Regions from separate parts of the Mus musculus genome. Here regions 2, 3, 4, 5, 6 and 7 are each linked to region 1. Evidence: chromatin contacts called from public HiChIP or PLAC-seq and promoter capture Hi-C data. All regions are on one chromosome and are shown on one strand. The core of a region is the stretch at or near the end of the contact, and the rest is flanking DNA. Distances in the headings are between cores, read along the strand shown. Region 1 holds the start of Carmil3 (capping protein regulator and myosin 1 linker 3). Region 2 has its middle 38 kb from the start of Zfhx2. Region 3 holds the start of Sdr39u1 (short chain dehydrogenase/reductase family 39U, member 1). Region 4 holds the start of Zfhx2 (zinc finger homeobox 2). Region 5 holds the start of Ngdn (neuroguidin, EIF4E binding protein). Region 6 has its middle 17 kb from the start of Ngdn. Region 7 has its middle 18 kb from the start of Cma1.

What was found. Promoter capture Hi-C pulls out the DNA fragments that hold promoters and counts their contacts. HiChIP or PLAC-seq counts read pairs in DNA pulled down with a chosen protein or histone mark. Capture Hi-C pulls out chosen DNA fragments and counts their contacts.
Region 2: a contact with region 1 is called in a promoter capture Hi-C map of hippocampal neurons, with 2.3 times the contacts expected there. The contact joins the enhancer-like site here to the promoter of Carmil3 in region 1. A contact is called at or near these places in 6 of 39 promoter capture datasets (the 3T3-L1 cell line, cranial neural crest, embryonic stem cells and 2 more), 2 of 484 Hi-C or Micro-C datasets (embryonic retina and embryonic stem cells) and 1 of 9 other capture datasets (pancreatic islet).
Region 3: a contact with region 1 is called in a promoter capture Hi-C map of embryonic stem cells, with 4 times the contacts expected there. The contact joins the promoter of Sdr39u1 here to the promoter of Carmil3 in region 1. A contact is called at or near these places in 7 of 39 promoter capture datasets (embryonic stem cells, liver, pre-B cells and 2 more), 2 of 15 datasets of contacts at CTCF or cohesin (embryonic stem cells and large pre-B cells), 4 of 484 Hi-C or Micro-C datasets (the G1E-ER4 cell line, the P5424 cell line, palatal mesenchyme and 1 more), 1 of 115 datasets of contacts at active chromatin or transcription factors (memory CD8 T cells) and 2 of 9 other capture datasets (adipose tissue and liver).
Region 4: a promoter capture Hi-C map of adipose tissue shows a contact between it and region 1. The contact joins the promoter of Zfhx2 here to the promoter of Carmil3 in region 1. A contact is called at or near these places in 18 of 39 promoter capture datasets (the 3T3-L1 cell line, the C10 cell line, the HPC-7 cell line and 11 more), 2 of 484 Hi-C or Micro-C datasets (cortical neurons and embryonic stem cells), 12 of 115 datasets of contacts at active chromatin or transcription factors (the 230-238 cell line, SST interneurons, T-cell acute lymphoblastic leukemia and 7 more) and 3 of 9 other capture datasets (adipose tissue, liver and pancreatic islet).
Region 5: a contact with region 1 is called in a promoter capture Hi-C map of pancreatic islet. The contact joins the promoter of Ngdn here to the promoter of Carmil3 in region 1. A contact is called at or near these places in 6 of 39 promoter capture datasets (the HPC-7 cell line, cranial neural crest, embryonic stem cells and 3 more), 5 of 484 Hi-C or Micro-C datasets (cerebellum, embryonic stem cells and palatal mesenchyme), 6 of 115 datasets of contacts at active chromatin or transcription factors (bone marrow-derived macrophages, embryonic hindbrain, embryonic stem cells and 1 more) and 2 of 9 other capture datasets (embryonic stem cells and pancreatic islet).
Region 6: an H3K4me3 HiChIP or PLAC-seq map of embryonic forebrain shows a contact between it and region 1, with 2.7 times the contacts expected there. The contact joins the enhancer-like site here to the promoter of Carmil3 in region 1. A contact is called at or near these places in 8 of 39 promoter capture datasets (the HPC-7 cell line, cranial neural crest, embryonic stem cells and 3 more), 2 of 484 Hi-C or Micro-C datasets (cerebellum and palatal mesenchyme), 7 of 115 datasets of contacts at active chromatin or transcription factors (astrocytes, embryonic forebrain, embryonic hindbrain and 2 more) and 2 of 9 other capture datasets (embryonic stem cells and pancreatic islet).
Region 7: a promoter capture Hi-C map of neutrophils shows a contact between it and region 1, with 3 times the contacts expected there. The contact joins the enhancer-like site here to the promoter of Carmil3 in region 1. A contact is called at or near these places in 4 of 39 promoter capture datasets (the C10 cell line, embryonic stem cells, neutrophils and 1 more), 1 of 15 datasets of contacts at CTCF or cohesin (embryonic stem cells), 4 of 484 Hi-C or Micro-C datasets (the G1E-ER4 cell line, the P5424 cell line, palatal mesenchyme and 1 more) and 1 of 9 other capture datasets (liver).

The regions. Positions count from the first base shown.
Region 1 is chr14:55,489,721-55,492,630 of GRCm38.p6, forward strand. Carmil3 (capping protein regulator and myosin 1 linker 3) reads left to right here and starts at 1,349. Exons shown (of 40, transcript NM_001374104.1): 1 at 1,349-1,563. The coding sequence starts at 1,524. It overlaps Dhrs4 (dehydrogenase/reductase (SDR family) member 4), which reads left to right. Exons shown (of 8, transcript NM_001037938.2): 8 at 99-620. The coding sequence ends at 213.
Region 2 is chr14:55,052,572-55,055,580 of GRCm38.p6, forward strand. No RefSeq gene overlaps it. Among named protein-coding and RNA genes, the nearest start is that of Zfhx2, 38 kb to the right of the region's middle. Within about 2 kb of position 1,755, at least 117 of the 459 cell types and tissues checked have an H3K27ac peak or open chromatin away from gene starts, as enhancers often do. A contact at or near this core is called in hippocampal neurons and pancreatic islet, where this site is marked.
Region 3 is chr14:55,898,836-55,901,739 of GRCm38.p6, forward strand. Sdr39u1 (short chain dehydrogenase/reductase family 39U, member 1) reads right to left here and starts at 1,397. Exons shown (of 6, transcript NM_001082975.1): 1 at 1,355-1,397; 2 at 979-1,085; 3 at 812-894; 4 at 349-470. The coding sequence starts at 1,370.
Region 4 is chr14:55,090,751-55,093,753 of GRCm38.p6, forward strand. It overlaps Zfhx2 (zinc finger homeobox 2), which reads right to left and starts at 1,298. Exons shown (of 10, transcript NM_001039198.1): 1 at 1,258-1,298.
Region 5 is chr14:55,014,027-55,016,802 of GRCm38.p6, forward strand. It overlaps Ngdn (neuroguidin, EIF4E binding protein), which reads left to right and starts at 1,428. Exons shown (of 11, transcript NM_026890.2): 1 at 1,428-1,562; 2 at 2,143-2,202. The coding sequence starts at 1,551.
Region 6 is chr14:55,031,424-55,034,196 of GRCm38.p6, forward strand. No RefSeq gene overlaps it. Among named protein-coding and RNA genes, the nearest start is that of Ngdn, 17 kb to the left of the region's middle. Within about 2 kb of position 1,503, at least 24 of the 459 cell types and tissues checked have an H3K27ac peak or open chromatin away from gene starts, as enhancers often do. A contact at or near this core is called in embryonic forebrain, forebrain and hippocampal neurons, where this site is marked.
Region 7 is chr14:55,925,426-55,928,138 of GRCm38.p6, forward strand. No RefSeq gene overlaps it. Among named protein-coding and RNA genes, the nearest start is that of Cma1, 18 kb to the right of the region's middle. Within about 2 kb of position 1,281, at least 20 of the 459 cell types and tissues checked have an H3K27ac peak or open chromatin away from gene starts, as enhancers often do. A contact at or near this core is called in the G1E-ER4 cell line and neutrophils, where this site is marked.

The DNA.
Region 1 (2,910 bases), core at 99-2,598:
CTGATAATTCTTAAGCAAATTTCATGTCCTGTGAACCAGATGAGAGAGGCTAGCTAACCTATTTGACAATTGCTTTCTCCTTGTCTCCTGTTTCCCAGGCTAGGCAAGCCAGAGGATTGTGCTGGCATAGTTTCCTTCTTATGCTCTGAAGACGCCAGTTACATCAATGGAGAGACCGTAGTAGTGGGGGGAGGAACCCCTTCTCGCCTCTGAGGACCCAGAAACAGCCTACCAGGGCAGGTGTGTGGGGCGGGCTCAGTCCACCTTGCCTCTGTCGCCCTTCGTTGCCACCACCTAACATCTTGTTCACCTCACAAAATCAGTTCTGCCCAGTGATAAGTTCCTGCTTTCCCTGTGGTCGAAGTGTGGTCAGATGAGCATCCTTGCTGTTGCTATGGCCTTGAAAACGGCTTTGGGGAGGGGGCGGGAAGCTGGGGGATAGGTAGTGGGAAAAGGGCTTGCTGAGAAGACTGTGGCTACTTTAGTGAAGATCAAATCCCTCTCATCCTCGCCTCTGGACACTTTGAGGAGAGATAGAAGGGACAGACCTGAACAGAGATAGAAATTAACAATTTACGTATAAGGTACAAATAAAATGAAGATGATCGCGTTGCTCTGAATCAGTGCGTGTTTATTTCTCAATGTGAGGTGCTTAGTGTATCTGAGAAGTCTAAGCAGTGCTGGATCTCTGAATTCTCCCTAGCCCTCCTCCCTATCTCCAAGGCCTGAGCTTGCCGCTCAAGGGTGGTTACGTCTGCCTGCCACGGAGCTGCTTGCCAGCTGTTGGGGGAGGTAGCTCGGGAACTCCCAGGTGCTACTCTTAGCCTCACACCCCCAGGGACGGTGCCAAGGACGCCACGGGGATCCCCGAGACTAGACTAGCGAGCAAAAAAAAAAAAAAAAAAAAAAAAAAAAAGAAGAAGAAGAAGAAGAACTAACTCCCTCCCGCACGTTCGGACAGGTCTTTTTGCAGCATCGTCCTTGATTCAGAGTTCCCTCCAGGGTCAGCAAGGACGAGCTGGACCGTTCCTGAGCTGGAAGGAGTGGGAGGGCGGGGCCATACAAGAATGACCCGGGGAGGGGTACCGAAGCACATAAACAAAGAAATTGAAGAATTCTGCTTCGGGTGGCCGAGGCGTGGGTGGCACGCCAGTAGAAACGCTGCACCCCGCCCCTGAGATAGCTCGGACACCAGGCGCCGCGCTCCGGGCTTCTCACGAGGTAGTCCGCGGGAGGGGTCGTCGCGAGCGCGCGCGGGGTCTCACGCGGCTCGGAAGCTCAGCGCGCATGCTCCATTGGCCAACTCTCCGGGAGGGGCGGGAGACCCAGAGCTCAGTAGCCGGGGGGGAGGAGCGCTCGCGCAGCCGCCCCTGACGGGAGCGGGCTCCGCCGCTACTGCAGCGCTCAGCGCCGGGCCCTGCCGGAGCCGGGACTAGCATGTGCGGCGCCTCTCGGGAGGCGGCGGCGGCGGCGGCTCCTCTGCAGCAGCAGCGGCGGCGGCGGCAGCAGCAGCGGCGGCCGCCATGGCCAAGGCCAGCGTGGAGCTCACCCGCGAGCTGCAAGGTACGAGGTTGCCTTCATCTCCGGACACCGGGTCCGCGAGCATCGAGACCCAGTGCTTTCCTGCGGTACACCCCAGCCCGGCGCCTCCCGCCCCCTCACGCATCCCTCGCTCTTAGGCAGTCCCTTCCTCTGAATCTCTAGACCCAGCTTTGCTTTCCGTGGAGCATCCTTCTCTGCCCCACTCGCCTCACCCTATCAGAACCTTCCTGTCCCGGAGCCGCCCGTCCCGCTCTTTGGTGACAGGAGCAGTTCCCTGGCGCTCTTGGGGGCTGATTCTCAGCGTTCTTGACCCACCCCTCTGCAAAGCATCCAGTCTTCCCTCCGGAGAGTCCCAGCTTTCTCCCACCCTCGCCGGGCGGGGCCAGGCGTTGGGAGCTGCCCCTGGTCCTGACTGCTGCTTATCTCAACACCCTCCCTCCTCCCGGCCCCGCCCCGGAACTGGCCCTAGAGAGGCCCCTAGCGCCTAGGCCAGTGGGGCATAGGAGGGGAGTCCAGGCAGAGGCCCCGACTGAAGCTAAAACCAAAAGCTAGGTTTCTGCGGCTCATTTCCAACAGCCCCCGTCCCAGCCTGCCCCCTTCTCCTCACCCACCATCCACACACATCTCAAGAGCTCTCTGGACCAGTGATTCCCAGATGTTTTTCCTCTAATTACACCCCCCCCCAGACCCTCCAGCCCTGCCACAACCCTGATCCTCAAAGGTAGGAGCACAGGCTAGCCCATGCAGAAAGCAGGACGCTCAAGGATACTCAGAGCTCTATTGCACTCTGGAGATCTCTGACACCTACACATGCACAGTCACGAGATGTTTGTACACACACCTTACAGAAACTGCACACATCTATGCACACCACACCACACCACACACACACACACACACACACACACACACACACACACACACACCACACACACATAATACTTGGATGGGTCTGTCAGAAAACGGATATGGGCTCACTGGAACATTAAACCCTTCTCTCACCCCACCCTCCTCACAAGAACTGTCTGGCACCGGTCCCCTTTCATATGCAAGCCAGCACTCATTCACACTTTCCTATCCCCACAAATGCCATACTCGGTTCCCTGCCATCATCAGAAGACAGGCATGCAGCCATAATAAAAAACAGATTCTCATACCCCAGAGCACCTAGGGTACAGTCAAGGAACATTCCTATCCTGGACTCCCAAACCCCTACAGAGAGGGGGGAGAGGGAGGGAGAGAGAGAGAGAGAGAGAGAGAGAGAGAGAGAGAGAGAGAGACTCACTGCATATGTGTTGATGGTTACTATAGTGCACGGGTGGGTGGGAAAATCCTTCACACCTTCAGAAGTGTAAGACACGTGTTCCC
Region 2 (3,009 bases), core at 505-3,004, 440 kb before region 1:
CAGATCTCCCCTTGCCTTTCCATTCCCTCTGCCCCCAGCCTGGCAGCCTGCCCTGTAGGAATGTTAATTAGCATTCACGATTTAATTAATTCAGTAGCTAATTAATGATTGGGGACTGGAGGTGGGGAGCCAGGATGCTGGGAGGGGTGTGGGGGGTGCGAGCTGAAGGTGGCAGAGAGAAGTAGCCAAGGCTGCAGAAGGCATCGCAGATGGCAGTGTGGTGGTTGGCACGGTGCCCACTGCCATGGATGCAAGCACACTTGCACGCACGCACACGTACACACACAAAACCGGAAAGGGTGATCGAGGAATAAAATCAAAAGCGGGGCGAGAAGGATGCAGGGGCCCTAGGAACCAGGGCTGAGGGGCTGGGGTGGGGACCAGGGCTGGGGGGCTGGGGGGGCTGGGGGTGGGGAGGACTCTAGATCTATTTGAATCTACTCCGGAAGTGGAAGAGTACGAAAAAAAAAAGAAAGAAAGAAAGAAAGAAAGAAAGAAAGAAAGAAAGAAAGAAAGAAAGAAAGAAAGAAAGAAAGAAAGAAAGAAAGAAACAACCAGAGGCGCAGAAAGAAGAAAGCTCTCCCGGTACCCCACCCCACCCCCGCCCCACCCCAGCCACCCCTCCTCCCTGGCATGGGATTCATGGGCACCAGCTGAGGACAGGGTCCCCTCCCTCTGCCTGCCACATAAATATTGGCACCGAGGACCTAGACTCTGAAGAACAGGGCATTCCAAAGAAAATAGTTTTCATTTTAAGTTGCCTTTTAATGTATATATATATATGTGTGTGTGTGTGTGTGTGTGTGTGTATATATACATACACATATTTATAAAATGTACATATATATATATACATATATATATATATATATATATATATTTAAATTGCACCTGTTTTGGCATGAGGGTGAAGGCGAGTGAAAGAAGGTGACCGAGCCAGAAGGAGAGAGCACAGATGACTTGGTGATGGTATGGTATGGTGAGTTGTGGGGAGAAAGACGGGGGTGGTACAGAGGTTGGGATGGGTGGAATGAGGACTCTGTCTTCCTCTTTTCATTTCACTATGGATGAAGGAGAAAGAGAGAAAAAGAGAAAGAGAAAGAGAGAAAGGGGGTGGGGAGAGAAGCGAGACAGATGGCAGAGTGGAGAGGCGGCAGCCAGTGCCGGCACTGCCCAGCTTGGGCGGACCCAGCTTCCCCCGCCTGCCAGCTCTCCAAATGCCACCCTTCCCCCATCTTCCCCTCTCCCCATCCCCCCAGCTTGGCACTGATCTCAGGGAGAGAGAGGGAGGGAGGCTGGGCAAAGAGCATCTGTTCCCTCCATTCTCCTAGCTCCATCGGCTGCCAACCTAAGGCCATCGCCTGCCTCCATCACCCCTTCGCCTGCCTGCCTACCACCCAATCCCAAATGGGTGCTGGATCAGGTGCCGAATCTGGCTGCCTCCTCGGGTACCAGTCACTGCGTTGCTGTGTGTCTGCCACCGCTGCCTGGCACTCATGGGGCCGTGTGTGTATGTGTGTGTGTGCGCGCGCATGTACATGTACGCATACGCATGTGTTGTATGTGAGCCTCCTGGGCATGGGTGGGGGTTGGCATTGTGGTTGCCACTGTAGCATCCAACTAGAAGGACAGAAGGATGGAGTGGAATAAAGAGGGAGAAGCGCGGGGCCTCGGAGGGGAGAAGAGGGTGCACGAGTTGCTTCATGCTGTATGGTTGCAGGCATTGGCACTGCAGCTGCCACCCTTGTGCCCATGGAGATGGGAGGGGACAAGTGGAGGGGGCAGCGACAGGAGTCCTTGTGCTCTGGGGGGAAGATGCGGCACACAAGAGCTGTTGGCATCACAACTGTAGGCTTGTGCCAGGTCTGGGGTTACAGGAACTAAGGGGACGAGGAGGTAGAGAGGAAGGAAGGACTGGCTGCTGATGCCGCTGCCCCCCTAGGGCTCTGAGAAGTGTGTGGAGAAGGAAGGAGTTACCTCTGCTCCTGTCTGAGAGTGGAGAGAGTAGATGGGGAAGTGCCAGGAAAAACTGGAAGGGGTAGGAGGAGGGACTGTGCCACTACTACCCAGGGAGGACTCGTCTGGGCTGGCCGTGGGGCCTTTTTGTGAGAGAACACTGAAGAAGACAACAGGGAAAGTGGTGCTGCCCATGGAGCCTGGCATGGCTGTGGTGTTGTGTGGATTGGGAAGGGTGACAGTGACCCTCTCAATGTGGTTGGGAAGGCTGTCCTGCCAGGAGTTAGATAGTGAAGATGAAGGGTGTTTCATTTGGGAGAATAGACTGTTTTTTTTTTTTTTTTTCCCTGCCAGGTCCTCCTTCTCATCACTTCTTAGGCATGGAGAGATGAAGGACAGATGGAGTACCGCACAAGGATACAATGGAGGAAGCAGGCCATGACTAAGACCCCAAGGATGAAGAATGGAGAGCCCTGACCGTCCTCCTGGCCTCCAGTCATTTCCCCACTGAAGATGGCCGTACCCTCTAGCCTGGTCTGTATGTCCCCAGCATTGCAGGTGTTGGGGGAGGGAAGGGGCTGCGTGTGAAGCTGAGCTGTGAAACGGGAAGGGTCCCCTTTTGTGGATCCTGTTTGTACTGTCCACTCTTACAAGTGTGGCTGATTTTTTTCTCCCTGGTGCCTCCCTCTCCTCCCCCGCCTTTCTTTTGCCTCCCCCCTTTCATCATCACCATCTGGGTCCTTCTGCTTGGCACCCAACCAAGTAGATGCCGCCACACTTGGCAGTGTTGTGCTGGCATGTGACCAGTGACTCAGATTCTGGCACTGCGGCAAACCCAAAGCCTCGAAAGTTGCTCATGATACCGCTTGGCGGCAATGAGGGAGAGGGGTCATGGGCACATGCGCTGGGTGGAGCTCCGTGTTGTAAAGTGGCACATGACGCTGCCCTTCACAGAGGGAATAAAGCCAGTATTCACTAGAACATCTCCCCTCTGCTCTTCTCCAAACTGGACCCTCAACTCCTCCCTTGACTAATTCCAATAAGGGGGTTGAG
Region 3 (2,904 bases), core at 147-2,646, 410 kb after region 1:
AACAAAGGGAGCTCTTCATAAAGAACTGCAGTGCAAAAAAGCAAGGGGTGTGGGAGTGGGGAGATGCCTTCTGTGCGCACTAGGACCCGTACCACACCTCTTTCTCTGAGGGCTCCCAATAAAGGCTCTCTAGCCAAGTACCCCACACCCCCATTCTGCCTTTCCACACCCATAAAGACCAGACTGTGACAGTACAGATCTGGGTCAGGAAGAACCTGCAAGGCTGGAGGCCTAGGCAGTGACCCTGGGAAGGACCTGTGATTCGGGTGCAAGCCCCAAGTGCCTCAACTGCTTGCTCTGTTCTCCCTGGCTCCGTTAATGTAAGAGGCTGGTGATTTGGGAGCGTACCTACACCTGTGACTAGAATCCAAGCCTGAGGTGGGTGCGCAGTTTCGGTGATGGCTTTGGCTAGCAAGTGGGTAGTATCCAAGCGGCTCGTAAGAACCTCTTTTTGGAAGGTTTCATTCCATCTGCAGAGAAAATGAAAGAAAAGGTCAAAAGTGCAGACATGCACCTAGACCATATCCTCCCCACTCATCCGGCTCCCCTCCCAGTAAGTCTGTTGTCCTAAGCCTGTCTTAATGCATAGCTCGGGGTGGCTAAGAAGATAGGACTCTCTCCCCCGGCCCCCAATAGGCATGGGCTATATCTCTTTATCCACAACACTGGGCTTTAGTAGACGCTGATATATAACAGGCTCCAAAGGCTTAAGGGGACACTTGCACAAGTTTATGTCTACCATGCACGGGTCACAGGCATCGACCCTCTCTCCCCCCTGTACAGGTGATAACTGCTTTATGGCCCTGTTGACCTTCGCAGAGGGTTGAGGATATTCTCTCCAGCCAGGTTGATGACAACATCGCAGAGGGGCAGCCCCGACTCACTGAGTTCACTCTGTGGGAGAAAGTACAGTGCCGGCTGGTACTGTCCTTCCCGCGCAAATTGCCCTCCCACCCACCTTCCAGAAGCTCGACCTACCCACGTGATTCGACCCGGGCCAGGCTGTCTGGAGACCAATTTAACTTCGTGGCCCCTGCCTCTCAGCAGCTGGGTTACGGCTGTCCCAATGAATCCCGTCCCGCCACCTGATGGGGGAGCACAAACTGTTTACTCAGCGGGGTGGCGGTAGGTCATCTGCTGGCGGCCCCTTTGGGTGCGGTCCCCATCTGACATCAGGCCTCTCCAACCCACCCCGCGATGCAGAGGTGACAAAAGTCACAGGGTCGCACAGATTCAGCTTTTGGGGCTGGGAAACCAAGGCTAGGTTGCCTGCTTAGGAGACTGCACCCTGTGGGCCTGTTTTCTCAGCTCTCGGCTACAGCCTAAGCCGGCCCGCCACTCTGCCCTCCCTCACCTACAAGCACCCGCATAGCGACAGGGAGCTAGCACGCCTGCGCGAGATTTAAACACCGGACGCGACTACGAGCCTCACCTCACGCGAATCTCAGTACTAGGTGTGCCCCACCCTCCCCCGACCCGGAAGGAGTTATAGTAATAGCGAAGGACCATAAATTTCTCTGGGAAGAGGGGTGGATGACGCAAAAGAGATGGAGGACGAAGTGCAGAAAGGATCCGCTCCTAAAGAACAACTCTAGACCGCGAAGCGCTGGGCGTGGGGAGGGGGCGGGCACTGTGGAATTCTTCTTCATCTTTTCTCACTGTTCTGCCTCCTTCTGTCAGGACTCGAGGGTGTCAGAGTTTCTTCTCCAGTTCATGTGCGCACTCTTGTCCTTGCTTCCGCAGCTAAGGCTCTCACAAGCGTGCATCCCACCCGTGCCCTGCTTCCCAGTTCATCCGTTTCAGGGCCCTCCAGGAACACATAGTTCACCAAGTCTAATGCCCAGTTGTAGATCATTTTGATTGATCGCCCAGCCAAAATTACTGTTCTTTCTCCCTTCCTTTTAGAAATGATAGGCATTTCTCTACCGCTGGTGAAATGAGCCGATTCAAGCCAGACTAGTTTACATTAAAGGCAGGTTTATTGGGAGTTAACTGGCCCCAAGGATTAAGGCCAGGGGACTCACCATGGAGAGGAGTGGGGGAGAGGAGAAAGAGAGAAAGGGCGACCGAGCAGAGAGAGACACGGGGTGGGAGAAGGAGAGATGGGGGAGGGGGTAGGGAGAGAGCACAAAATGTCTGAATTTTATAGGGAAGAGCCTCTTGAGGAAGGGCAGCCAGGCCCCTGGTCTGGAAACTTCAAGGTTGGAGGCAAGGTATGCCAGGTAGGGTCTGAGGGATGATGGGAGAATCTGGAGGCCATGTCTGCTTTGTAAACATGTAAAAATGTAAAATATTTGCCTCAGTCCCTGGGCATAATCCTGGTCTGAAACCAAACAAGAAACGCTGCATTTTTGCCTTGAGTAGAAACCACACTGTCTTCTGGGACTTTAAGAACCAAGTTTGGTGTCTGGTGCATATCCTTTCCCACTGAGGCCAGACAAGGCTGCCAAGCTAGAAAAACATATCCCACACACAGGCAACAGCCTTTGGGATAGCCCCCACTCCAGTTATGTGGGACCCACAGGAAGACCAAGCTGTACATCTGCTACCTATGTGCAGGGAGGACTAGGTCCAGCCCATGTATGTTCTTTGGTGGTAGTTAAGTCTCTGAGAGCCCCAAAGGTCCAGGTTAGTTGATTCGATTGGTCTTCCTGTGAAGTTGCTATCCCCTTAGGGGCTGCAATTCTTCCTCACATTCTTCCATAAGAGTCCCCAGCTCCATCTACTGTTTGGCTGTGGGTGTCTTTATCTGTCTGAGTCATCTGCTGGGTGGAGACTCTCAGAGGACAGCCATGCTAGACTCCTGTCTGCAAGCATAACAGAGTATCAATAGTGTCAGGGATTGGTGCTTGCCCATGGTATGTGTCTCAAGTTGGGCCAGTTACTGATTGGCTGTTCTCTCAA
Region 4 (3,003 bases), core at 48-2,547, 400 kb before region 1:
GAATATTCCATATCAGATAAAAGGATATGGAAACAGGGTGAAATAAACTGGTGAGATAATAAATGTATATACAATGGCAGAGTGGGGGAAGGGAGGAAAATTAAGTCAGCATGGATGAGGTTGGCGATGGAAAGCCCCTGGAAAAGCAGAGGACACACTGGAGACCCAAAGTCTCCAAACAAGGGGATCAACAATGTCAGAAGTTCCGAGGCTTTCCTGCCCAGGGTGAATAGCAGGCTGTTGTGCCCACGTTGAAAGGGCACTAGGGTCTTCAGGGGGAGGCACATCGGCTCCATGCCCCCACTTCTCAGGTCCCTGACCCCAGACTACCACAATCATGGCTGATAAGCAAACTCCAAAGTAGCTGAAAAGGCCACAGTTGTACAGACAGACCCTGAGGGAGAGCAGTGGATGGCCAGTCAGGCAGTCTAGGCGTGACACACAGGGACAGGGGTACTCGGAAAGGATCACTCGGATGAGAGGTGTCACTGTCACAGAACTGGATATAGATGGGGTGGGGAGCCAAGTGAAAAATGGCACAACCACAGATCAGTGGGGGCGCAGGCACAGTGAGAAGCGTGGTCCAGAGCTCAAAAAATGAGAGCGGATGGAGAGTCCGGGTGGCAGGAGAAGCAGGGCAGGCATGCTTCGCCGCCAATGGGGCTCCCCTCACCTACTTCAGGCAAAAATGAACATTAAAGATATACACTCCCCCTCCCACACGGCACCCCGGCGCGCTAGCCCATCCATCAGCCCTTCCGCCCGGGTTTCTCCCCCATCTCTCAGCCAGCTGAGATCCTATGCGCTGCAGGCCCCTCCAGGCTGATAGCTCAGAGCCCTCGCACTCACCCGGCCTCCCTTTCCCTCCAGGAACCCCGCTCCCGGTAGAGCTCGGCGCGGTACGTCTAGGCTCTCGCTGCCCTCTGTCCGGCTGGCCCTATCTTTCCCTTCTCCGTTTCTTCCACCTCTGCCTCTTCCCCATCCCCACTCGCGCGCCCTTTCTCCCCAGTACTCCTGTCCCCTTCTCCCCGGCTGTCTGTCCGTCTGAGTCCCCTCCCCCAGCCTCTTCCCGTCCCTCTCCGTCCCCATCCAGTAGCAATCTCCCAGCGCCTCCTCTCTTCTCGATCTCGAGATTCGGAAGAGCATGGAAGGGAAGGAGAGTGAGAGGCAGAGAAGAGGGGGGAAAAAAGAAAAAAGAAAAAAAAAGAAAAAAAAAAAACACACCAACCCAGCAGCATCGGAAATCGATGCACTTACACCTCAGCTGGAAGCAGGGACGGGAGTCGAACCGCGGCCGCCAAGCAGCGCGAGGCGGGGAGGGGAGGGGGCGGCTCTTGGAAGGGACTTCTCCGATGTGTTGATTCCTTTTTTGCCCCTCCTCCTCCCTCCCTTCAGCGCTCGCTCCGGGGCGTCAGGGACGGAGATGGAAAAATAAATAAATTCACGGCGGTGAGGGAAGTGAAAGAAAATAATCAATGCTATTTGGCTGCGGCTGAAGTGTTTTCCCGGCTTCGTGAGTGGGTTTCCATTGATTCACCCTGGGCACTGGCTTGCTCCCTGTCTCCTCCTCCTCCTCCTCGCCCTCCTCCTTCAAGCCCTCACTCCTCCGCCTCATTCACTGGCTGGAGCCAAGGCGTCCCACACAATGGAATAATCAATACCCAGGCGCCCGGGGCAGCCCCACTGAGCAGGTGCAGCGACCCGCCCGCCGCAATGCATACTGGGAATTGTAGTCTATAGGTGTCCGCCCTCTATAGACAGCTAGCGGAGTCAACCGGTGTCCCAGGACGCAGGGACCTGGGTGGGGGCCAAGATCTCAGGGCGGGGCAGACCGTCCATATCCACAGGCTTCTTCCTTGACTCAGGCAGTAGGTCTACCCTATGCCTGCAAAAAGGGCAGGTCCCTTAAAACTCTTGTTCCCTCCTCTTTATCCTGCTTACAGAAGTGTGTTTTATTTTTATTTAAAAAATTTTTTTTCGAGACAGGGCTTCTATGGGTAGCTTTGGCTGTCTAGAACTCGTTTTATAGACTAGATTTCTGCCTCTACCTCCCAAGTGCTGGGTGTTGTTTTATTTTAAAGCACTATTGCTTCGCAGAGCCTTCAGGAGGTTCATCCCTATTTCACTCCCTTCTTCTAGTCTTATCGTCCCCCCCCCCCCCGTTTGATTACTAGAACATTCTGTTTCATAGCAGTTTCATAGTGTTTCTCTCAGTGTTGTTGTGTTCTTAACTCAGTGTTGGGAAGGGAGATGGGAGGCTTTGGTTCCTTCTCCTTAACAGCTCATCAGTGTTTTATATTCTAAATTTTAAGATTCTGAAGCGAAGCTGCGCGTGGTGGCACACGCCTTTGATCTAGCACTTGGGAGGCAGAGGCAGGTGGGTCTCTGAGTTTGAGGCCAACCTGGTCTACAGAATGAGTTCTAGGACAACCAGAGCTACACAGAGAAACCCTGTCTTAGAAAAAAAAAAAAGATTGTAAAGCAGAGTATACAGGACTTTATTTTATATTTTATATTAGAGGAAAATAAGGTTTCCCAGCTCAAGATTGCATGGCCGATAAGTAATAGTCCCATGATGTAAACCCTCAGTGGTCTCCAGAGCCCAAGCTTGCTGCGTGGCATATTTTCTTATGAAACCAATATTTTGAGTTTCTACCATGTAACAGTAAATAAAGTTTGTAACTGGTTCTTCAATCCTCATATAACTGAAGCGGGAGAGGGTGGTTGTACCATGGCCAGGAGCAAGTGGGTCTACAAAAGAGGACGGACGGGTGAGGTTTGGGCTAATGAGAAGAGATGGGGTCTCGGACTTGTTCCCTCCCCACTCAGATCCTTGGCTTTACTTTTCAGTCTTGTTGAAGCACTGGTATTTTCTGTGTTCTATAAGATCCAACCCATAGACCAGAAGCAGGAGTTTGTTTAATGCCTTCCTAAGCTCAAAATGCCATGTCTGTAAGTGCCAAGTTCCCATGATGCTCCCTGCCTGTCTCACTCTTGGCCCAG
Region 5 (2,776 bases), core at 178-2,677, 480 kb before region 1:
TCCCATTTGATCTTCACAAGCGTGCCGCACACATATAATAAATAAACTTTTTTTTTTAAAAGACAGAAAAATACCAAAACTCTTGTAGGTTCTTACAGTGCTCTGCGCCTCCCAATGAACCTTAAACAGCAAATAAATATCACAGGCAAACCCTCTGTCCCATTTTATGTAGTTCCCAAATAGGTAGAAACTAGAATGTTTCACCCAGAATTCAAGATAGAAAAAGGATTACTCTTTTTTGCTTAAAAAAAAAAAACAAAAAACAAAAAACAAAAAAACAATCACTTTTATGTATGCCTATGTCTGTATATAGGGAAGTCAGAAGGAACTAAAATTCCCCTGGGGCTGGAGTTAAAGGTAGTTGTGAGCTGTCTTGTCTGGGTGCTGGGAATGGAACGTTGGTCATCTGCAAGAATAATATGTGCTCTTGGCCACTGACTGAGCCATCGCTCCAGCCCCGTTTTCATTTTGTTTATTGAGATGGGATCTCACAATGTAGACCAGACTGGCTTGAAACTCATGGAGCTCTGCTTGTCTCTTGACTAAAGAGATCTGGGATTAAAGGCCAAAGCTACACTTTGGATTTCCCGGCTCAGGTCTGCTCTTCTGTTGCGCGAGGAAACTCCGAGCCAGGAGGACCTTTCTAGCGCTGTATTGTGTAATGCAGACGGAGAGTGGGAGTTATAACTCCCACCTAATCCTCCAGCCCGTGAGAGGCGAGGGAGTGGGCGTGTTGGAAGATACTGAGAAAAGATGACGGGGACAAAGGAAATATGCACAGCCAGGGTTTTAACCACGTTCTGCGGTGGACGAGTGGAGCAGTGAGAAAGGCACGCAGGTTGAGCCGGTTCCTCGCCTGTCGATTTTTCCCTCGAGAGGAATGCAGGGCGCAATGCGGCCTTTGCGCAGAGTCCTAGGCGTGCACGGGGAGGGTTGGCCGGTGATGCGGCCGACGGTTTCTGAACCTTGGGTTCCCGCTCCTCCATCCCAACCATCCAAATTACGGATGAAAAGGGCTCCACTGTTGTTCAAGGACAGTCACAGAACCAGGAAAGGCGCACTTGGAAGTCCTGGGGCCAATGGCGGCCCAGCAACCCTGCCGCATCAGAGAACGGACGGAAGCCGCCACCCTGCGGTCTGTTTTGGCACTACACGGAAAACGCCGTGGAAAGACTGTCTCTGCGGCATCTGGGAGCCAATGAGCTCTCGGGCTGCATAACTAATTTCTTTTTTCTACTGGTTGCACTAGCTGTCAATCAATAATCTGCACAATATTTATTGGAATTAGCATCCATCATTCTCTGTAAATCACGAATCACATGCTTCTGTCCCCGCCCACCTTTACGCCTTAAGAACGCCTCTGCGTTTGACACATTCAGGGAGTTTCTTTATTTCATTGGCTAGGTGAGGTCCCGCCTCTCCGATTAGCGGAAATGAAAGATCTCTTACTTCCATTGGCTGAAATTTGCAAACTGTGATTGTCTATCAAAACTATGAACTCACGCTAGCTCCTAGGAAGTTCGGGCCCGGAAAGGGTGGGCTTTGCGAAGATGGCGGCTCCGGTGAGTTCTGTCTCCTTGCTTCTTCCCGGAAAGGAAGGAATCTGTGAAAGTTTCCTTTCGCCTCCACGGATCGAGGCAAACCGTTGGCACCATGGATGATGAGAGTGATGAGAGTTGTCTCAGGGATGCGCTCACTCTGACACAGCGGTATCGTATGTCAGATGAGAGGGAGGGTCAGACGCTGCAGGTTGGCTGGTTCCGGACAGGAGGCTAACCCCAAATTACTCTTCAGAATGAGCTTTGTAGGGAGAGTCTCGTGACCATGGCGGGCGGTGACCCGGCCTTAAGGTGGGACAATGTTCCGAGCAGAGCTAGCGTCACATGTACAATGTGGCTGGGGCAAAGGCAGCCGTAAAGTTTGGCGATGAAATCTCCGGTCTTTTCCAGTAAATTGGGGGGGGTGTGGTGGGAGGAGACTGGCTGTGTGCCGAGGCTGCCTGCCCCTGTGCGGGGGGAAAACGACCCAAAAGTCGCGACTGTTTTGAAGGAAAGGAGGGAGTTTGATAGGCAGTACGTTCTGCAATCATCATCGCCTAAAGTAAGAAATTGATCACCTTTAACTGTCCCCTCCTATCTGTAGGAGGTGCTGGAGTCAGACGTGTCAAGTTCGATAACACTTTTGAAAAACCTCCAGGAGCAGGTGAGTATGTATGTCTTTTAGAATAAATCAGTCAGGGATTAACTTTGACTTCATAAGTCTCATCCACACACTTTGATGATTCGAATACTACAAAATTATCTTAGGTGTAAAATAAAAGCCTTATATGCGCTTCATGAAAGTTCAAAATAATTCATTCAGCTCCCAAAGAAATACAGAAAGCTGTTTTTCCCCCATTCACTTACTTATTTATTTATTTTATTTAGTCACTTTACATTCCGATTGCAGCCACCCCCCAGAAAACTTTTTTTAAGTTATACCCAAACTCCTTTATTTAAATAATAACTAAGAAAACAGATGTTGACAATCTGTCAAAATAGTGGCTATAAGTGCCACTTAATATGCATTTACATAGTAAGTTCTAGTGGTACAGATAAAATTACACTCCTTGGCCTGTTTATGGTGCACACCTTTAAACCCAGCACTTAGGAGGCAGAGGCAGGTGGATCTCTGTGAGTTCAAGGTCAGCTTGGAGTGTATAGTGAGTTCCAGAACAACCTGGGCTTCATAGACAAACCCTATCTCAAAAAACAAAAACAACCCCACAAACAACAAA
Region 6 (2,773 bases), core at 253-2,752, 460 kb before region 1:
TTAGTTATTTTTTGAGTCAGGATTTCTCTGTATCGCCCTGGCTGTCCTGGAACTCACTTTGAAGACCAGGCTGTCCTTGAACTCAGAAATCCACCTGCCTCTGCCTCCCAAGTGCTGGGATTAAAGGCGTGTGCCACCATGCCCAGCTTGATAATCTTTTCGTTGCAGTGAATGACAGAGACTTTGCAACTTTAAGACATTCTGGAATAATCATTTCAGTTTCAATTAGTTCTCTAGGTGCTTTAGGTATGGGAGCTAAAACTGAATGAAATTTGTTTTCTGCCCTTCATTCATAGGCCATACATACATACATATAGATCATACACAGGCCATACATACATACATATAGATCATACATAGGCCATACATACATACATATAGATCATACACAGGCCATACATACATACATATAGATCATACATAGGCTGGTATTTGTACCTAGTCTTCCGATAGTCGCATTTTCCTTTACTCCTTACAAACAAATATGGCCATTTCATCCCTGGGTCACTGAAAGCCTTGAAACATGGTCAGGATGTGTGTGTGTGTGTGTGTGTGTGTGTGTGTGTGTGTGTCTCCATGTGCTAACCTAACTTTTAAAGAATGCACCACTCTGGCCATGTTAGTAAACACTCCTGGGGCTGGAGAGATGGTTCAGTGGTTAAGAGCACTGACTGCTCTTCCGAAGGCCCTGAGTTCAAATCCCAGCAACCACGTGATAGCTCACAACCATTCATAATGAAATCTGATACCTTCTTCTGGGGTGCCTGAAGACAGCTATAGTGTACTTACATATAGTAAGTAAATAAAATCTTAAAAAAACCAAAACACTCTTAAGCTTTTGATAACTGGTAATAACTATTTAAAATCTAGCATAGAGTATAAGCTTAGAAAACATTGCTGTGTTTCTACTTTGGCTGAGCCTGTGGCGGCTTGCTGGGGACAGCTTTGTCTAACCCGGCAGCCTTGGGTTAGCCTCACAGGTGGGCTCTGGAGAACAGAAAGCAGCTCTGAGTAGCTCTTGAGTTCCTTCCTTGCTTGCTTCCAATTTTGATTCCCTCACTGCTGGCTCTCATAGGAAGCCCTGGGTGGTAAAGAGATCAAATCAGGCCAGACATAGTGGCTCACGCCTTAATCCCAGCACTCGGGAGGCAGAGGCAGGCAGATTTCTGAGTTCGAGGCCAGCCTGGTCTACAGAGTGAGTTCCAGGACAGCCAGGGCTATACAGAGAAACCCTGTCTCAAAAAACAAAAACTTCAAAAAACAAATAAATCCCCCCCCCTTAGTTCTTCCTGCCACGTGGGGCTGCCTGCATCCTTCCCGTTCTCTGGCTTTCTCCTTCTGTCTGTCTCTTCCAGCCCAAAGCAGCAGCAGGACCGAATGAGTCCGTGGAGACCCTGCCAGCCACGCTCCCCACTTTTGCCCTTCCCTGCTGGCTGTATGTGTAGGTGGGGGCGGTAAACGAGGGCGACAGCATGGTGCCCGCCAACCCAGAGCCACGCGCAGTGCCTTCTGTTCCGAAGTAGGATCCGTCTCTCTCTACCCTCCTCCTCTTCCACTCTTCCTCTCCCATTTTAAATTAGCTGCTGAATTAATTAAATCCCGTTCGCTGATTAACATTCCTACGGGAAAGAATACAATGGGGATACTAAAGCAAGACTTCCTGTCCAGTCAGGCAAAGCGATTCAGAGATGAGAAGACTGGGATGGGGGATAAAGGGCAGACCAGGAAACCAATTTAAGACTGGAATGAAACCTGGGATGTATGAAAAGACAGGAGAATTCACGGGCCGAGTTAGAAAGGGAAAAAAAAAAGCATTGTTAACACCGGAGAAGTGGGAGTCTCTGGAGCCTCCCCAGGATAAGAGGTAGAAGCTGTGTCTGAGCGCTCACACGACAGACAGCCTGGGACAAACGGTCCAGAGATAGCTTGCTGCTTGACTATCTGCTAAAGAACTGAGTTTAGTTTTCAGAGGACTGCTTTAGGCCGGAAATAAGGGTGTCATTCCTCTTTGCAAGGTAGCGGGATACTACACTAGAAGTAATCGAGAGCAAGGCCTATTCGTCCCAAAAGATGAACAGCATCTTGAGGGCAGGGGCGTTGGCACCCAAGGAGACACAACCACTAGTCCCCTAGAGGCAAAGGCTAACTTACTTTGGCCATCTGGGCTCTACCCTGCTTCATTCTTTCTACATCACCCTTTCCTGGTGCTTCTTTCTATCATCTTCTGTCAGAGCTGGATGGGTGGCTCCTTGAAGACAGAAACCTGCTGCCTTAGGAAGATACAAATTGGCTAGGTGCGGTGGCACATTGCCTTCATCTCAGCATGACCTCTGTAATGTAAGTTCATGGCTAGTTTGGTTTACAAAGAGAGTTCACAGTGAGACCTCCAAAAACAAACAAACGAACGAACAAACAAAAAACAAAACAAAAACAAAACAAAAAAACAAGCAAGCAAGGATGCGAGCAAGCAAACAAAATATAAACAACACAATTCTAAAGATTGTATAGTAGCCGCTATTTAGTAAATTTATTGATTAGTATGCCACCATTTATGGAGCTGGGATCATTGCTCTAGAATCTGCGATATTTTTAAGTTGTGGTAAATATCCTCTGAAGAGAGTTGTTGTATGTTTGTCTTGTGCTAGGGATCAAACCCATGATCTTACTTACACACACTATAAGCAGATGCTACCCCTGAGCTGAACCGTCAACCCCCTACCTTGGCCCCCCTCTCTCTCTGTCTCTTTCTCTCTCTCTCTCTCTCTCTCTCTCT
Region 7 (2,713 bases), core at 31-2,530, 440 kb after region 1:
CCAACAGGAGAAAATTCAGCCTCAGGACTCCCCTCTATCTCCCACTGATGGGGGCCCTACCCAAACCCCAGGGACACCACAAGGATTGGACAATGACAACTGTGACCCCCTCTAAAATATGATGGTCAGGTCCTTTCAGGTCACCAATACATCCAGGCCTGAGTTAACTGAGTCATGGAAACACAGCCCTGTTCCTGGTTGTTTTCATGGGCTTAGTTAATACTACCAGTCCCTAACAAAGCCCAGGAGCTTCAGGAAGTCCAATGATTGGGCCTTCTAGTTACCAGAGAAGCAGGGAAATGCAAGGCCAAACACACTCCATCTTGGGACTGGCCTCCATCTTAAAAGGAAAAAAAAAAAAAAAAGCTTAAGAACTTGACTTGCAGCTGAACCCAAGCTACACCCAAGTCCCAGAAAGGACCCCATGGCTTGTCCTTGGCCCATCCCCCAGAGTTACTTCCTAACAACAGTCAGTCAAACATTAGTCTGACTGTTTCAGATATACTCTCAGACCATTTGTGAGTGTTCATGGTTTTGCTTTAGAGTACCCACCTGTCGGCTTACAACAGTCATTCAATTATATGTTTACTAGGCTAGACACCCACTTGCTTACTCCCATTTCCTATAAAATCTTGTCCCAATGAGGGTTCGAGGCTTTTTCATCAAACCATCCTGCTTCGTTAGGGTCGGAGGTAAAGAGGCCCAAGCTGGTAAATAAAGACTCTACTGTGATTACATCAAAGTTGGCTCCTGGGTGGGCTTTCGGGCCTCAGGAACAAGCCACAACCAAGTCCTCAGGCTTGCACAGCAGATAATTTACCACAGAGCCGTCTCCCCAGGTCCATAGATAGGGTCTCCGAGTTGTAGCCTTGAGAACCCACTCTGTTGAACTGCACCCCTTGCTTTAAGCCCACCCATATTATAAGGGATAACATGCTTCAAAATCTACTAATTAAAATGCAAATACTATCTCAAAACACCTTTATAGGGACAAGCTGCATTCTGTACTGTTACAGTTGATCCTGAAGTCTTTATCTTTCTCTGTTAGCACTGTTTCTGTCCCTCCTCTTTGACAGGCCCTTCTGTTGGTTTGGGTTGCCATCCATCGGGATAACAAAGACCTCTTTATCTCTGAGGTCATTGTGCCTTTATCAGGATAGGCTTTCAGAAGTTTCACATAATAGTTGTCACCAAGCATAGAATCACCAAGAAGGAGTCCTGCTACACCCTGAGCCATGATTGCATTGTTATGTAGCAACAGCATCTCTGTGATGACCAGGGTTGCATGGTCACTTCTCTGTTGTGCACACATTTGTCAAGAGAAGCTTGGGATGGCAGGTGGAAGCTGTAGCTTTAGATTTAGTCTAGCCCTGGTTGTATACCTGGCCCTGAAGGTGTCAAGCAGAACCAAAAGTTGTGGAGACAAAAGAGCCAGGCTCTCCCAGTGATCGCTAGGGTGCCTCCTTGGGATTTGGTGGCTCTGATATTCAGCTCACAATGGGCAGCTCTGTTCATACATCCAGTTATGTCCTGAGGTCAATCAGCATTGACTAGAGGCTGCTGGTGTTGCAGGAGTTCACTTCTCTGTGGTAAGTAGTTTCCTGCGGCATGTGGCATGGCCTTATTACAGTATTTCACCCAGGGACTTCCTTCTTTCAGAGAACCTACCTCGGTTTGCCATGGCAGCTATGGTGTCCTTTGGTCAAGAGCTGAGGCTGCTCAGCAGCCAGAACCTGATGCAGGACCTGCTCCTGTTTTGGGAGATATTCTGAAAACTGATAGTTATCTGAGGCACCCGAAAATGGTTCAGTTTAGTATTTCCAAGTGTGCTACATGCTAGCTGCAAACTCCAAAGAGACCACACACTGCCCCTCTTTGGGCTCCGTGCCATTAATATAGTGAAGTACCCTGATGCCATTGAACCATCTGAACAGAGTCCTTCTGGACTATGTCAGGGGAGAACACAGGATACGCACAGTGAGAAGAACGTTCTCTGTACCCGGATGGAGACTGGGAAGACACACACTTCATCATCAAAAGCCACACACCGCAGACTTATGCCATTTAATCGTAAGGATACAACATGCAAATCAGCAGCAGGAGAGGCTACCAGTTGGTGAAGTTGACGGGGTCCGTTGCCATCCATCACTGCGCATTTGGTTCCCAAGAGACCACTCTCTGCATTGGTTCAAGTTTCTGAGTGTGCTACTAAGCTGTTATTTTACCTAGAATGCATTATTTCTGAGTTATCATCTTGGCTGGTGTGTGTGTGTGTAGGAACTGTTTCTGGGAAGACATAAAGAAACATCTTCTCAGCCGGGCGTGGTGGCTAACGCCTTTAATCCCAGCACTCGGGAGGCGGAGGCAGACGGATATCTGAGTTCGAGGCCAGCCTGGTCTACAGAGTGAGTTCCAGGACAGCCAGGGCTATACAGAGAAGAAGGAAATGACGGGGCTGGAGAGATGGCTCAGTGATTAAGAGCACTGACTGCTCTTCCAAAGGTCCTGAGTTCAATTCCCAGCAACCACATGGTGGCTCACAACCATCTGTAACGAGATCTGGTGCCCTCTTCTGGAGTGTCTGAAGACAGCTACAGTGTACTTACATATAATAAATAAATAAATCTTTAAAAAAAAAAGAAGGAAATGACAACAAAATAAAGCAACAGTAATGCCAAAGGGCAGCTTGGTGAACCAGAGAGTCCCCTGGGAG